Regions from separate parts of the Mus musculus genome. Here regions 2, 3, 4 and 5 are each linked to region 1. A link is a contact called in public ChIA-PET and promoter capture Hi-C data. All regions are on one chromosome and are shown on one strand. The core of a region is the stretch at or near the end of the contact, and the rest is flanking DNA. Distances in the headings are between cores, read along the strand shown.

Region 1 (2,629 bases), core at 82-2,581:
ATATTACGGGAATATTTTCTTAAGTTTTATACATTCTTCCTTCAAGGTCAGGCAAGAATCTGGCACAGCAATTCACAGCCATAATTCGGATTCTTGGAAGGTTAAAGCAGAACAATTGGCTAAAGAGCAAGATGCTGTCTCAAAAAAAAAAAAAAAAGATATCATGGTGGTTAAAGAGATGGCTTAGCTGTTTAGAGCAAAGACTGTTCTTGCAGAGGACTCAGGTTAGTTCCCAGCACCCACATCTGGTGGCTGCCAACCACCTATTGCTCTAGCTCCAAAGGGATTTGCCACTTCTTGCCAGCTGAATAGAAAAGAGAGACAGGTGTGGTGGTACACGCATTTAATGCCACCACCCTCGAGGCAGAGTCAAGAGTATTTTTTTCGTTCAAGGCCAGCCTGGTCTACAGAGTTCCAGGAAAGCCAAGGCTACATACAGAACATTCTCGATAAAACAAAAACAAGACAATCCCCCCAACACACAAAGAAAACTGAAAGAAATGATTCAAAGAAAGAATGCTTGTTTTTTAATCTGCTTAAGTAACATCTGTGTTTCCAATTCTATCTCCAGTCAACCTCTACAGGTAGGACCATCCCTGATCCACTTGTAGATTTCACTGTGCTCAGCACGATTGTATACAACAGTAGATGCTCATTATACGCTAAAAATAAATTGGATGATCTTTGTTTATCTGTTTTGTGTATATGTCAAGGAGCATATTCGGAGGTCAGAGCCAGCACATGATAGACATCTCTCCTACCACGTGTGCTTTGAGGATGAAACCAAGGTTGCTTCAATTTGGCAATCCTGTCTCAAGCGAAAAATTGCTCGTTTAATAGCTTCGTATTTTAGCTGAGCCCTGTGCTGTAATCTCTGTCCTTGGGAGGTGGAGACAGTAGGATTAGAAAACCCTGCCTGAAAACAAAACCCAGATTAAAGATTCCAGGTTAAAGATGGGGCAAGCAAAACGCAATAAACCCTCCCACCCCTTCTGACCCGCCCCCACAATACAGCTGGGCCTCATGGGTCAAGTAGTTTGGAAGTGGAGACGGGGAAGGGAGACCCCGATTTCTGGACCAGCTTGAGCAATCTATCTAGTTCAAGGCAAACCGCTGTGGCTCTGTAGCTCCAGTAGCCGAGTGCTTGCTTAATACGTGCAAGAACCTAGGTTTGAGGCCCAACCCAAGAAAAAAAACAAAAACAAAAACAAACCCAGTCTCCTGTCCCTTTAAAAATGGCGGTCCTGCACGGTAGAACGATATTATTGGCTGCTCAAGTCATGGGGGCGGGGTTGGGGCGGGGCATGTGGTGGCGCCAGTGGTTCCACCTCCTACGGCAAGTCGGAGGCAGTAAGATGGCGGCTGCTGAGGAAGGTTGCGGTGTTGGGGTCGAAGACGACCGGGAACTGGAGGAGCTTCTGGAAAGTAAGAGTGCACGATGGGAAAGACCAGAAGTATCGGGGAGAGGATCCATCGTGGGGGTTAGAGGAACTTGAGGTTTCTGAGCGGGGCGGGAGAATCTCTTCAGTGGTCAGCGGGGGAGGTGGTCTGAGTTCGACCCCGGCCCTCTTTATTAGCTGGCTGTGTCCAAACCGCACATCTCCCTGCGAAGGGGAACACTAACCGTAAAGAGCTGTTTCACGAGCCCCTTACAAACTTCTCTTGCTTTCGATTGTCGGATTGTTGTTGAGGCAAGGCTCTCTCACTCGGTATCCCAGGCTGATCTGGAACTCGCGGCAGTCTTTCAGCCTCCGCCACTGGGAGTACAGAGATCACAGGCTGGACCCACCAGGATCGCCTTCTGTAAATTATTAAAATCGCCTCTCCTTTCAGTAGCAGGATTCACAGAACAAAATAATCTTTAAGCTCCAAAGGTCCATATGTCCATGATAGTATCTTTCTTAACCCGAAACGCCTTTTTACCGCACAGTCTTTCCTCATTCTTTTACCAGACCCTTAGTTCTTTCGTGCGAGTAGTCAAAGAAGTCTCCTTTTAAAATTAGTGTGATGTTGAGAGACTGTCTCGTGTAGTTTTAGGCTGACCTCACACTCATTGAGTACTGTAGAGTGGCCCTGAACTTGTGATTTTTCCAGTCCCTTCCTCCGCATTCTCGCATGGCACCACAATGCCTGACATCCCTTATTTATCCTTTGGAGAAAACAAAGTGAGCCAGCCCCAGGGGAAAAGGTCTCCTCTTCCTGAAAAGATGGTGGACCTTCATCTCTTTCTTGGCCTTGCACTCCACTCCCGTTTCCTGCGCCAGTGAGGCCAGTGCCCTTTCCCTAGTCCTGGCAGGCAGAGTGATGGTGACAACACAGGCTTTTCAGGGCAGAGGTGAACCTTTTATCTCTTGCTCAGTCACAGCGATATAAGCAGGTAGAAAATGAACAGATGAAGTGAGGAGTGCCCAGTGACTGGCCTGGCCCAGGCTTACTGCATATGAGGCCAAGGAGGCTATAGGTGCCTGTTAAGGGCGATCTAAATTGGAGCATTATTTAAGAGTTAATACCTTCTTGTCGAATGTATCCTAGTAGTCAGAACGGTGGAAAGCCGGGTGGTATATTCTGTGCTTCCTCAACAGACGATATTAGCTAAGGCCTCAGAGTGAATTCCAAGAAATAAGGCTCT
Region 2 (2,629 bases), core at 91-2,590, 830 kb before region 1:
TAAAACAAAAACATATTCTTATGCTTCTGTTTTAAAGAAACCAAAATTCCAGAATCCTCGCTACACCTTACTCCTTCCTCCCCATGTTCTCAAAATACCCTAGTTATGTCTCTGTCTCTCCACTTAAACACAGTTTAATACTGTTTCTGTCAACCTCAGTAGGGCCATTCTTATTCGGTTTTATATACTCTCAATAGATACTAGTAACACAATAATATGTTTTATTGTTGTGGTTTGAGGCAGGGTCTCCTATAGTCCAGACTGGCTTTGAATTCATTATGCAGTCTAAAAAACGACCCGAGCTTCCAATCCTGGCTCCACATCCTGGGTACAGAGAACATATGAGCCTCATCAATTTATGAGGTGCCAGAGATGGAACCCAAGGACATCTTGCATGCTACGCAAGCACTCGCCAGTTTCTCAGTGAGGCCACATATACTGCAAGCGATCTACTGGGTTTTGAAGCAGATAGAAAGCACCAAAAGGAGGGCAATCTTTCTCTTCCCATAACAGGAATTAGCTGAAAGGATGGCTAATTTATAACTAAAAACATCTCTCTCTCTACCTCTAAACACTTTAGGTTTTCAGTCCTGACATTAATTCCATCCATTTCATCATGAAGAATGAAAGAGCAGTGATGCACAGACACTTCTTCAGGCGCTAAGAAGTACTTTGACCCCCTACCACAGCCAGCAGAGCAAGCACCTGGTGCGAGAGGGACACGTCACCTTCCCGGAATACTGCTGTTTTTTCCTTCAAAGTCTAGCCCTACTGTGCTCCTAGCCGGAATCTCTTCTGCATCCTCCCTCCGGCCACCCGTAACGCCCCCAGCCCCCCAAACAATCGCATTTATATGAATTTAGAATTTAAACTTTAAAACCGGAAGCGGCTTCCACCCGGAGCCAATTCCCGGGGACACCTGGTTACTCGCCACCCCTCTGCTACGCGGTCAAGCACAGGAGTAAAACTGACCCGGATCAGGGACTGATATTCCTCCTTTAGTCGCTGCACCCACAATTCCCGATCTCGGGGTCCGGCGTTGGTCTTCAGCACCGGGATCTCAGACACGACCCGCCGAGTGGCCTCGTCCGCCATCTTGGACCAGGGAGCAGGAAAACTGCGGAAGTGCAGTTGCTTGTCACTTACTCACGGCGTCGCCATCTTTACTGTGGGAAGAGGAGGCGTTGGATGGCTTTAAAGCGGACCCTGAATGCATTCGATTTTTATTTATTTATTGTAAGGAAATAAAATTGACCTACGGGTGTGAGCGTCCGGAAGAACAGAATGGAGGCGGGCTACTCTGTCCACCTATCATTAAATCACCGGAGCCTGCTCAGAGAACGACTTCCGTTCATGCTCAGAAGCAATCTTGGGAAAAACTCAAGACCTTCCCAAACCAGCAAAGTTGTTTGAATTTCAGGTTTTTCTAGACTGTCTTCAAAGTCCTATCTCCTAAGATGCGCAATTTAACGTCTTTGTTCTCCAGAGTGACTTCCTTACTTTCCATCCCTGTCCTGAATAATTAACACAACTGAATTAGGAAGTATGTAAGCTTGTTTGTTTTTTAAAGGACATTGGGTCCTATATACCACAGACTTGCCTCTAACACATACAAAATGGCCCGGAGCTATTGCTTACTTCAAAATTAATCTGTTTAGGTTTTAAAACCATCCTAAAGATAAAACTTTTTTTTCCAAAGAGTTACTGAATATCTTTTGTGTGCTATATATTAAGTATATAGAAACGATTTCTTCTTAGATGAATTCACCCAAATGACTAACAGTCACTGAATGCCTATTCTAAGCCTATGGCAAGTCATCTGGTAATTTGTTGTTTTTTTATTAGACCAGGCTGGCCTCCGACTCACAGATCTGCCTGCCTCTGTCTCCCAAGTGCTGGTTGGGTAATTTCTAAATTCGTTTGAAACCAAGAAACCTCAATAAGCTTGGTGGCCCACATGTGTTATCCCAGAGCTTAGGGGTCAAGATCAGAAGATTGCTGCAACTCAATTTAAAACGAACAAACTCCATATGCCACAGCTGCTGTGATTGCACACTTTCGATCCCAGCATTTGGGAGGCAGAGGACTCTAGAGTTTTAACCTTGGTGAGTTTGAGTCTACAAAGAGAACAAATTCCAAGATGGTGGTGTCACACATCTTTAATCTCAGCCCTCAGGAGACAGAGGGCTGGCAGATCTCTGAGTTTGAGAGCCAGCCTGGTCTACAGAGTGAGTTCCAGAACAGCTAGGGCTACACAGAGAAGCCCTGTCTCAAAACAAAAACAAAAACAAAAAAATCCCAAAAAACAAACAAACAAAAAACCCCTCAAAACCAAAACAACCCCCTACCCAAAAAAAGAGAAAGAAGGAAAGAAAGAAAGAAAAACAAGACATGCTGTCCTCTGACTTACATACCTATGCCGTGGCATGTGTGCCCCTTCAACTTCAATTTAAATTTATATATTTGTATGTCATGTGAGTGTTTTACCAGCATGTATGTAAGGTACCATGTGCATGCAGTGCCAGTAGAGGCATGTAAAGGGCAACAGATGCCCTGGAACCAGAGTTACAGACATGACTTCCATGTGGGTGCTGAGAACTGAAGACTGATCCTCTGCAAGAGTAGCAAG
Region 3 (2,629 bases), core at 36-2,535, 800 kb before region 1:
TGAGTAGCCACAAAACTTTTTACACATTGTATCTTTCCACTTGGATCTGGTTGTTACCCTATACCTCTATGTAACAACTTTCTCCAAGTTTACCTAGTGACCTTCATTTCTTCCACATTCCGAACCACACATTTTAGTCCACATCTTACCTAATCGCTTACTCTTGATACTTGTAACAAGTTTCCTTGATACTTTTCTCTGTCTGGCTTCCTGTCTGTGCCTCCTCGCTGTCCTATTTTCTGCTTCCTTCCCTCATCTCACTCCTCGAATGCACACATCCTCCTCTTTAGGCCATTTTTCTCTCTTATGGCTCCAAGAATATCCAGACATGCGCAAGCACACTTTCAACTTTCTTGGTTTCAAACCACACTAATTCATATATACTTGCCTAAAAGATATCCCGCAGATCTCTTGAAACTAAAAATAACGTAACCCAGTTATTCAAGTCAGGACACTCATATTTCCTTATCCAACACATGCCTTCCTACCTACACATCGCCACTGTCTCTTCTTTAGCTTCATAATTGATCTCTCTCCCTACCCAGCTCCACTCCCCAGGGACCGAACGTCAGGCCTAACCGTGCTAAGAACGCATTCTTCTACAGTGCTCTAACATCCTTGCGGTCTTCTTCGCTTAAATTAAGTCCAAATTGGTCTCCATCTCCAGGGCTCAAGTAATCCTCCTGCCTCAGGCTTCAGGCTGGCACTAACATGCCCAGAGCTGGCAAGCTGTGATCTCTCTACAATACAAATATAACTAACTGTTCACACCTCTGTTTAGACCCTTCAAAGCCTCTTCGACTGCCCTTAGGATAAAATAAATTTGCAAGGTCTTGAGTCATAGCTCCCTATCTCAAAGCCCTTTGTATTACCTCTTCCTTTAGCCACAGCAGGCTCTCGGCAGCTCCAGAACATACTCGAGCCCATCCCACCCCCAATTCAATTCTCAGCCGTCCTTCACCCGTCAGCTGAGGCGACTTTTCCATAGGAAAATGGGAGCTCAAAAGGAAAACACTGAAGGGATGAATTCCGAGAGAGGGTGAGAAGCGCGGCTGCGAGGTTCGGGTTTCAGAACGTCAGAGTGACAGGAAGTTCAAGGCAAAGGTGAACTCCAGATCGTGACCTTTCACCTCAGTTCACCGGGCAGTCCGACCCCCGGCCGATTCCGCCCTTACGTATCATGGCTGCCAGCCCCTCTCTCCCGAGGGCCTTCGAGCCCGATACCAGCCAGCTCGGGCGCCACCAAGGCTTCCACCTTCAAATACGTTCTCTCTCCGCTTCTTAGAACCTCCCCGCCGCCGCCGTTAGGAGAACCCTGCGTTGCCAGCTTGCCCCTAAGCAAGATGGCTGCCAGTCTCCAGCCTCTCTTGCCGACGTGAAGCTACCCACTCCCCGCTTAATGCCGCTGCCAGGCTGCCCTCACCTAGTATGGCTCCTCCGCTCATGCCTCGTTATGGTCTCGAAGCCGACACTAACCGGCCAGGTTCCGGGAGGCGCTGTGCAGGATGCAGCCACCCCCGCCCGGCCCTCCCCTCCCCCACGCCCGCGGCGGCGGCGGCGGCGGCGGAGGCGGCGGCGGCTGGAGCCCGGATGCGGCTCCGTGAGGCGCAGGCCCCGGAGAGCGGCGCGGATGGATCCAACATGGCGGCGCCGAGGCTGAGCCGAGAGTGAGGCGGCGGGGCGGCCGGCCGGCGTGGGGAGGGGGAGTCGAGTGGGACGGGGCGGGGCCGGGCGGGGCCGCCAAGGGCTTGGGGAAGGAAAGTGGAAGGGGGAGGCGGTGGCGACGTCCAGCCCGGAGAACCTCCGGAGAGGGAGGTGACGGGACGCTGCGAGGTGGGGGAAGGGGAGCGGCCGAGGGGGGCGTGCAGGGGAGATGGCAACTGTGGGAGAGGGCAGGGGTCGGGGCGCAGGAGTGCGAGCCTGGGGAGGGGCGTAAACAAGGGCCCAGGCTGGCCCAGGCCAGGGGCAGTAAAGAGGCCGAGGTGGGGAGCGGGGCTGCGAGCCAGCGCTGGGGAAGGGGTAGGAGCCGGAGGGAGAGGTTGAGGGTGTGGAGGGGACGGGGGCTGGTGGCATGTGGCTGCAGGGAGGGCTGGACTCCCGTGAGCGCCGTGGTGAGGACGTGGGAGGTGGCGGGGGTTGGGGGGGGGGGTTGGATTGGACTTGAGACGTGTGCCGGAGGGAGGTTTTTCAAAGTGTTCAAATTGGAAGCGGAAGGGCCTAAGGGGAGAATTGGGGTGGAAGAGGAGAAGAGAAGCGGGGCTTGGCGGATGGAGAGAGTGGCGATGTGCCGGGGTAACGTAGAAAGTGAGAGACCCGGAGGAAAGTTTGAAAGGAAGGGGGGAAGATAGGGCAGTGGAGCTGCACGGGTGATAGAGGGTTTGGGGGTTTCCCTTTCCCCCCTGTGGAAGGGCAGCAGAGTTAAGCAGTATCAGTTGCAGCCAATTTTAATTGCCAGGCGCTTAGCTTTTAATAGGGTGGGAAGGGCAGAAAGGAATGGTCATGTGGGTTTGGAGAATTGGGGTTGAATGAGGGTTCAACCGGATTTGCTTTCCAAAACACCCGCTTGCTTCCTTGTTTTTCCTGGTTACAAATAGGGAGATTAGTAAAGCTCTTTCCTAGGTTTCTTTTT
Region 4 (2,629 bases), core at 67-2,566, 740 kb before region 1:
GGCAGGGATTAGTGCCTGTGGTTCTGGAAAGTTCTCTTCCTAGGATGCCTTCACCCACAGAGGTTCTGGGGAGGGGGCTGACAGCTGGAGGAGTCTGGAACCTGGGGTATGAGGTCTGAACACTGGATAAGAGACTAGGGATGGGGGGGCTTGGCTCCCATGGCCCCTCGAATCTTGTCCTCGCTGTGTCTACAGTGGTTTGTACCTTCACGGCGTTGGGACTTGTTGTCAAGGACTCCTGGTTCAGTTGTGTTGAGGGCAGAGGGTAGGTCGCGGGGAAGGTGGAAGTTCAGGTGAAGAGAAAGGGGTGTTGTGGGTGAGGGTGAGAACAGGCCCTTCCCCAGGGGTTTCTGAGTCATTAATCCGGGGCTCTCTGGCACTTTGTATGTGTGGAGCCTGGGGTAAGATGTTTGTTTTTCTTTAGCCTGCCCAAACTTACGCAGTCAGAATACTGGGATTTAGTATCCAACCCTTGTGTGGCCTGAAATCTGCTGGTCTAAAGGAGAAACTCTCATTTCATTCCCAAGCAGCCCAGGACTTATGGACCCCAAGGATCTGGGGTCTTAGTATGTATATTTCATGTAAATATATGTATATTTGTACATAAAATGATATTCTGTTTTTAAATAAACAGATAAAACCTTTTTTTGTCTGATTCCTGTCTTGCCCCTTGAACTGGGTAAGTCACAAGTGCTATGGACTGAGTCTCTATGTGATTCCCTCCCAGGGAAAGGGCCCAGATACAGCTAAGAAAGGAGCAAGTGGCTTTCAAAAGACATTGTAACCATTTCTGAGAGCCCTCAGGTAGGGCCGTGTGGACATAACCTCCTTTTGGGGAAGCCAGTGCCTTAGTTTCTAAAGTGGTTCTAATCTGACTGTACTGGAAACTTCCAGCAGCTGTGTGGGGTGGTCAGCCGTGTACCCTTTGACAGACAAAGAAACTGAAACTCAAAGTCACCTGGTCTGTGTCCTCATTTTCAAATGTACAGCGACTGGAGGCTCAGTGAAGTAATGTGACCTGACCAAGATGGCAGGGTCATCAAAGAATCCCCCACCCTGGGTATGTTCTTCGTGGTCCTTTCCTGCCGTGCTCACAGGCAAAGCCTCGGGTCTCTGTCCCACCTAGAGATTTCGGTCTCTAGAAATGGCAGCCACCTGCTCACACCCCAGGCACCCTTACTCCACCCCGAGATTCTGACATCACCTTCTGCTGTGACCAATGAATGGAGTCCCAGCAATGATGAGGATGTGAATGCCAGCTACCTCCCCCACCCGAGGCCTGTGGTTGCAAAGATGCTCTAACAGGAAGCGGGTTTGAGGAGCTGCACAGCTTCCTGCTCCCCCTCGAGCTGCACAGGACGAGAAGGGCTAGCGCTCAGCTTGGCCACGAGACACAGCTTCATGCCAGGGTTCTGGTAGCTTCCTCTTCCATATCTACTTCCGTGTGGCCCCAGGGGCCCCCCAGAGGCAAGCGCTGCTGTCCCTTGCCCAGGCCACCCTCCACCTCCAGTTTGGAGCCCTGCCCCCCCTGGGGCTGGGCCAAGCCCAACTACTGACTGGGATTCCATGGGGGACTGGTAGGTCAAAGGTCTTGGGGGACAGAGATCCCGGGGGGCCCTGGTCATGAAGTCTCGGCAGAAAGGAAAGAAGAAGGGCAGCTCTAAGGAACGGGTGTTTGGGTGTGACCTACGTGAGCATCTACAGCACTCGGGCCAGGAAGGTAAGGAGGTCAATTGGAACGGGGCAGCTGGGTGGCTGGATTGCCATGCAGACGCCAACCTTGTCTTCTCCGTTGGGCAGAATGAGCTCTTAGGGAACGGGCAGTGGCCCAGGATCACCACACCTGAGATCTAGGCAAAGGCAAGACAGGAAATGTGGCTCAGAGAAGAAGATGGAGAGGTGCCCTTCTGCGGTAGTTAGGGACCGGGTAGCTGAGAACTCGAGGATGGGAATGCCGAGGGAATGTGTCCCGGGGTGGGGTGGGGGATGAGATTTGGAAAATCTGGAGAGGTGGATGAATCAGATGAGAGAATGGAGACTGGGGACAGGGTGGAGGGAATGGAGGTCGGATGCCAGAAGAATGGCTGAAGGGATAGTTGGTGGAACACTAAGTGGAGATACAGGTAAGAAAGGGCCCAGCGAGTCTGAGGATAGAACTTGCGGAGGGGAGAGGAAGGCATTCTAACTGGAGAACAGCACCAAGGGACAAGGACCTAGCCCTTCTGCACCTTTGCTGGGCCACAGGAGTGGGGGCAGCAGGGAGGAGTGACACTCTTCTTTAAATTGCTTGCAAAGAAGAAACCCGTTGATGGTAGACTGCACCGGGAATGCGGGAAAAGTGAACCAGACTGCTTCAGCCCTGGTTTGAAGTGGGGAGTGGAAACTACAATAAAGAGGGGTGTGCACCCAGTCTGGAGCTCCCTCTGCAGTGGGCCTGGGAGCTCATCACTGTGTAGGACATGCAGTCACCACTCAGAACCAGGCCTTAATTTGTTCTGAAATTGATCAGTGCCGACCCGACTACACTGCCCAGCTTGTTTTCAGCACGCAGAGCAACTTAACAAAAAAAGGGGGCACAATTCTGCCCCCCTCCACTCCACCCCACCCCAATCTGTCATTTCCTCTTTGT
Region 5 (2,629 bases), core at 66-2,565, 570 kb before region 1:
AGCAGTCAGTGCTCTTAAGCCATCTCTCCAGCACTTATTATGGCATTTTCACACCAGTATATTCCAGAGCTTTCTATTCAAGCTCTCAAGGATAGCTATTAATTTGGTGCTGAAAACTATCTTGAAGGGAAGCCAAGTTTCCATTTCCATGTATTGCTTACCTTCAGGGGGAAGATCATAGATTTGTGTTTGTGTGTGTGTGTGTGTGTGTGTGTGTGTGTGTGTGTGTGTGTGTGTGTGTGTGTTCACTTGGGCATGTGTGGAAGTCAGGGGTGGAGTCCATCCTCCCTCTTCATCAGGAGGATTCTGGCGATTATGCTCCGGCTGGCAGGCCTGATGATGAGCACCTTAACCCACTGAGCCATCTCGCTTACCCAACTGCTGTTGACTGTGAGGACTCAGAAAGCAATTTGGTCAGCACTACACAGGTTGCAAGTTGATGAGCTGGAGTTCAAGTCCAGGTCTTTGACTCCAAATTGACTGTCTGTCTGGTCCAGAGCATCCGTTGCTTGCCACCACTGGCAGCCACCTGTCCTATAAAGGCCGCTCTTGCTCAGTGTTGGTCGGGCTAGAAACAGATCAAAGAATGGAATGAGAGGATGGGCTTGGGAGAACCACACGTGTTTGTTGCTAAGGGGAAAAGAAGAGGAAAAGAGCAAGAGGCCTGGCTTCTGGATATGGCCTTGAAGTAAAGGGTCCTGAGGGAGTGGGGTTCGGGGTGGGGTGGGGTGGGTACCACTGACTCCACCCCTCCTTGGAGTTCAAAGGATCTCTGCTGCCTGCTCTTCTACAGGATGAATCCAGCCACGGAAGGGGGTGAGCACCACAAAGCGTTTCACATCCTTTGGTTGTGGAGGGGTGAAAGGAGGAACACAGTTTGCATATGTTGAACATTTGAGATCAGACTTCCTGGGCTCATGAGATTTTTCCCAGCAAGTCTAAATGTTATGTCTCTTCCTTAATCACCCCATATGCTCTTCCTCTTCCACGTTAGTACCTACTTACTCAGGGTTCTTCTTCTCAGGCCACCCTACCCCTAAGTTCCTTCAGACTTCTGCTTCCACGGTGTATGCTGGTTTGGGGCAGCCTGGAATAATGACTGTTGGTTTTCTTTCCCACCCTGTGGGAGCCACTAAGAATTCAGCACCAGGCTGAGGAGGACCAAGGGCTGGGATTTTGCAACTGGTTTTTTGTGAGTCACTGTGCACTCTGAGTACCCACCCACTGGAGGCATCTTAGCTTGTGGGAACCCACGTGGAGGGACTGAGGCTTTCTCGGTAGCCTTGTCAGTGCACAGCAGAAGTGAACAGCCTTCAGTTGAGGAAATTGTGGCTGGACAGGCAGTGAGGTAGTTCTGCTGTGTCCTGCTGACAGTTAGCTGCGAGCCTATTGACATCTGAGCACCTGGAGAAGACAGGGCCCCCGTAGTCTGCTCTGTCCTGTGGTGATGTTGGGGCAAGCTGTCCTGTTCACAACCTTTCTGCTCCTCAGGGCTCATCAGGGCCAAGGTAAGGATTTTTGTGTTGGTGTGGGATGGGGCCTGGCATACACCCATGGGTGCCTGAGTGTGTGAGGGAGATCAGAAGTTAGAGCCTCTGATTATGCCATTTCGATAGTCACCTGGAACACAGAAAGCCAGAGGAGAGGTTAGAGAAGGTGGTCCAGGTCCTTAGGGCTATTGTAAAGTGGGTGGAGTTTAGTCTGTATGAAAACTGTGGAAAACTGGAGCGATGTGTGTACAAGCCTTCTCTGGAGCAATGTGTGCATTAGCTTTCCCTTTTCTCGCTCTGGGAGTGGATTCATCACCAGCCATAGCTTTTTCCTTCATTCCGACACAGTTTCACACAAACACCACCTTGTCATTGTCACCTTCCCCACAGAATTCGTGTCCATTCTGAAGAAAAGGATGGTCTGGGAGTTGTGAGGAGTCCCTGGATGCTTTGGGTCTGGGTGAGGTAAGGTAGAGAAAAGAAGGTAGGACAGGCAGGGTCTCACGAGTCAGCACAGAGACTGCTCCACTTTGGGTGGGTTGGGTTGAGCCTTGCATTTCTCAGGGACTGTTTTCTAGTTGTCACTGTGCTGGAGGGGACCCCGGGAGTCCCTCTAGCAGGCCCAACTCATTTGCATTCAGCTTCTGGTCACCTTACCTCCTCTCAAATGAGGCATGAATGGAGGAATCTCTTCCTGAGGAAGAGATTTTGGCTCAGGACTCAAAGAGACTCTGGTTCAGTAGAAGTCACCCCAGGGGCAGCCAGATGATGATGACAAACCTTTCTTACTAAAGTGTGATATCTGCATATCAGTGTACGTGTCAGTGAGTCACTTTTCTGATGACTTTGGGACAATCGTGCGTTTATGTCCACTCATTGTCTACTGTCTTTCCCATAAACATAAGCAATATTCTCACTCCAAATCTCACAGATTAGTTTTGCCTGGATGTACGTGGCATCCCATGGTATGGGTTCCTGACTTCTTTTACTTGACACTTCTATGACGTTTGTCTATGTATCTTATCTCTTTGATGGGAGTTTCCAGTCCCTGCATGCCATGCATCTGGGTGAGATAAGACAACTCCATCCCAGGCTTACACCATCCTCTGCTCACTCTCTTGAGGGTGAGCACCTGATCT

Evidence for each region. Promoter capture Hi-C pulls out the DNA fragments that hold promoters and counts their contacts. ChIA-PET counts read pairs in DNA pulled down with a chosen protein or histone mark.
Region 2: a contact with region 1 is called in a promoter capture Hi-C map of pre-B cells, with 2.3 times the contacts expected there. The contact joins the promoter of Ufc1 here to the promoter of Pex19 in region 1. A contact is called at or near these places in 4 of 39 promoter capture datasets (cranial neural crest, hippocampal neurons, liver and 1 more) and 1 of 9 other capture datasets (pancreatic islet).
Region 3: an RNA polymerase II ChIA-PET map of memory CD8 T cells shows a contact between it and region 1, with 9 read pairs. The contact joins the promoter of Dedd here to the promoter of Pex19 in region 1. A contact is called at or near these places in 2 of 39 promoter capture datasets (hippocampal neurons and liver), 2 of 115 datasets of contacts at active chromatin or transcription factors (astrocytes and memory CD8 T cells) and 1 of 9 other capture datasets (liver).
Region 4: an RNA polymerase II ChIA-PET map of memory CD8 T cells shows a contact between it and region 1, with 64 read pairs. The contact joins the promoter of Arhgap30 here to the promoter of Pex19 in region 1. A contact is called at or near these places in 4 of 39 promoter capture datasets (hippocampal neurons, liver and pre-B cells) and 2 of 115 datasets of contacts at active chromatin or transcription factors (memory CD8 T cells and thymic regulatory T cells).
Region 5: a contact with region 1 is called in a promoter capture Hi-C map of liver, with 3 times the contacts expected there. The contact joins the promoter of Cd244a here to the promoter of Pex19 in region 1. A contact is called at or near these places in 7 of 39 promoter capture datasets (the HPC-7 cell line, embryonic stem cells, hippocampal neurons and 3 more) and 1 of 9 other capture datasets (liver).

Annotation. Positions count from the first base shown.
Region 1 is chr1:172,125,424-172,128,052 of GRCm38.p6, forward strand. It overlaps Pex19 (peroxisomal biogenesis factor 19), which reads left to right and starts at 1,332. Exons shown (of 8, transcript NM_023041.3): 1 at 1,332-1,425. The coding sequence starts at 1,356.
Region 2 is chr1:171,293,662-171,296,290 of GRCm38.p6, forward strand. Ufc1 (ubiquitin-fold modifier conjugating enzyme 1) reads right to left here and starts at 1,341. Exons shown (of 7, transcript NM_025388.3): 1 at 1,260-1,341; 2 at 973-1,166. The coding sequence starts at 1,095.
Region 3 is chr1:171,327,860-171,330,488 of GRCm38.p6, forward strand. It overlaps Dedd (death effector domain-containing), which reads left to right and starts at 1,286. Exons shown (of 6, transcript NM_001128609.1): 1 at 1,286-1,667.
Region 4 is chr1:171,387,644-171,390,272 of GRCm38.p6, forward strand. Arhgap30 (Rho GTPase activating protein 30) reads left to right here and starts at 1,317. Exons shown (of 12, transcript NM_001005508.2): 1 at 1,317-1,720. The coding sequence starts at 1,624. Nectin4 (nectin cell adhesion molecule 4) reads left to right here. Exons shown (of 9, transcript NM_027893.3): 9 at 1-644.
Region 5 is chr1:171,557,878-171,560,506 of GRCm38.p6, forward strand. Cd244a (CD244 molecule A) reads left to right here and starts at 1,316. Exons shown (of 9, transcript NM_018729.2): 1 at 1,316-1,508. The coding sequence starts at 1,448. It overlaps Gm35200 (a long non-coding RNA gene), which reads right to left. Exons shown (of 5, transcript XR_373705.3): 3 at 1-568.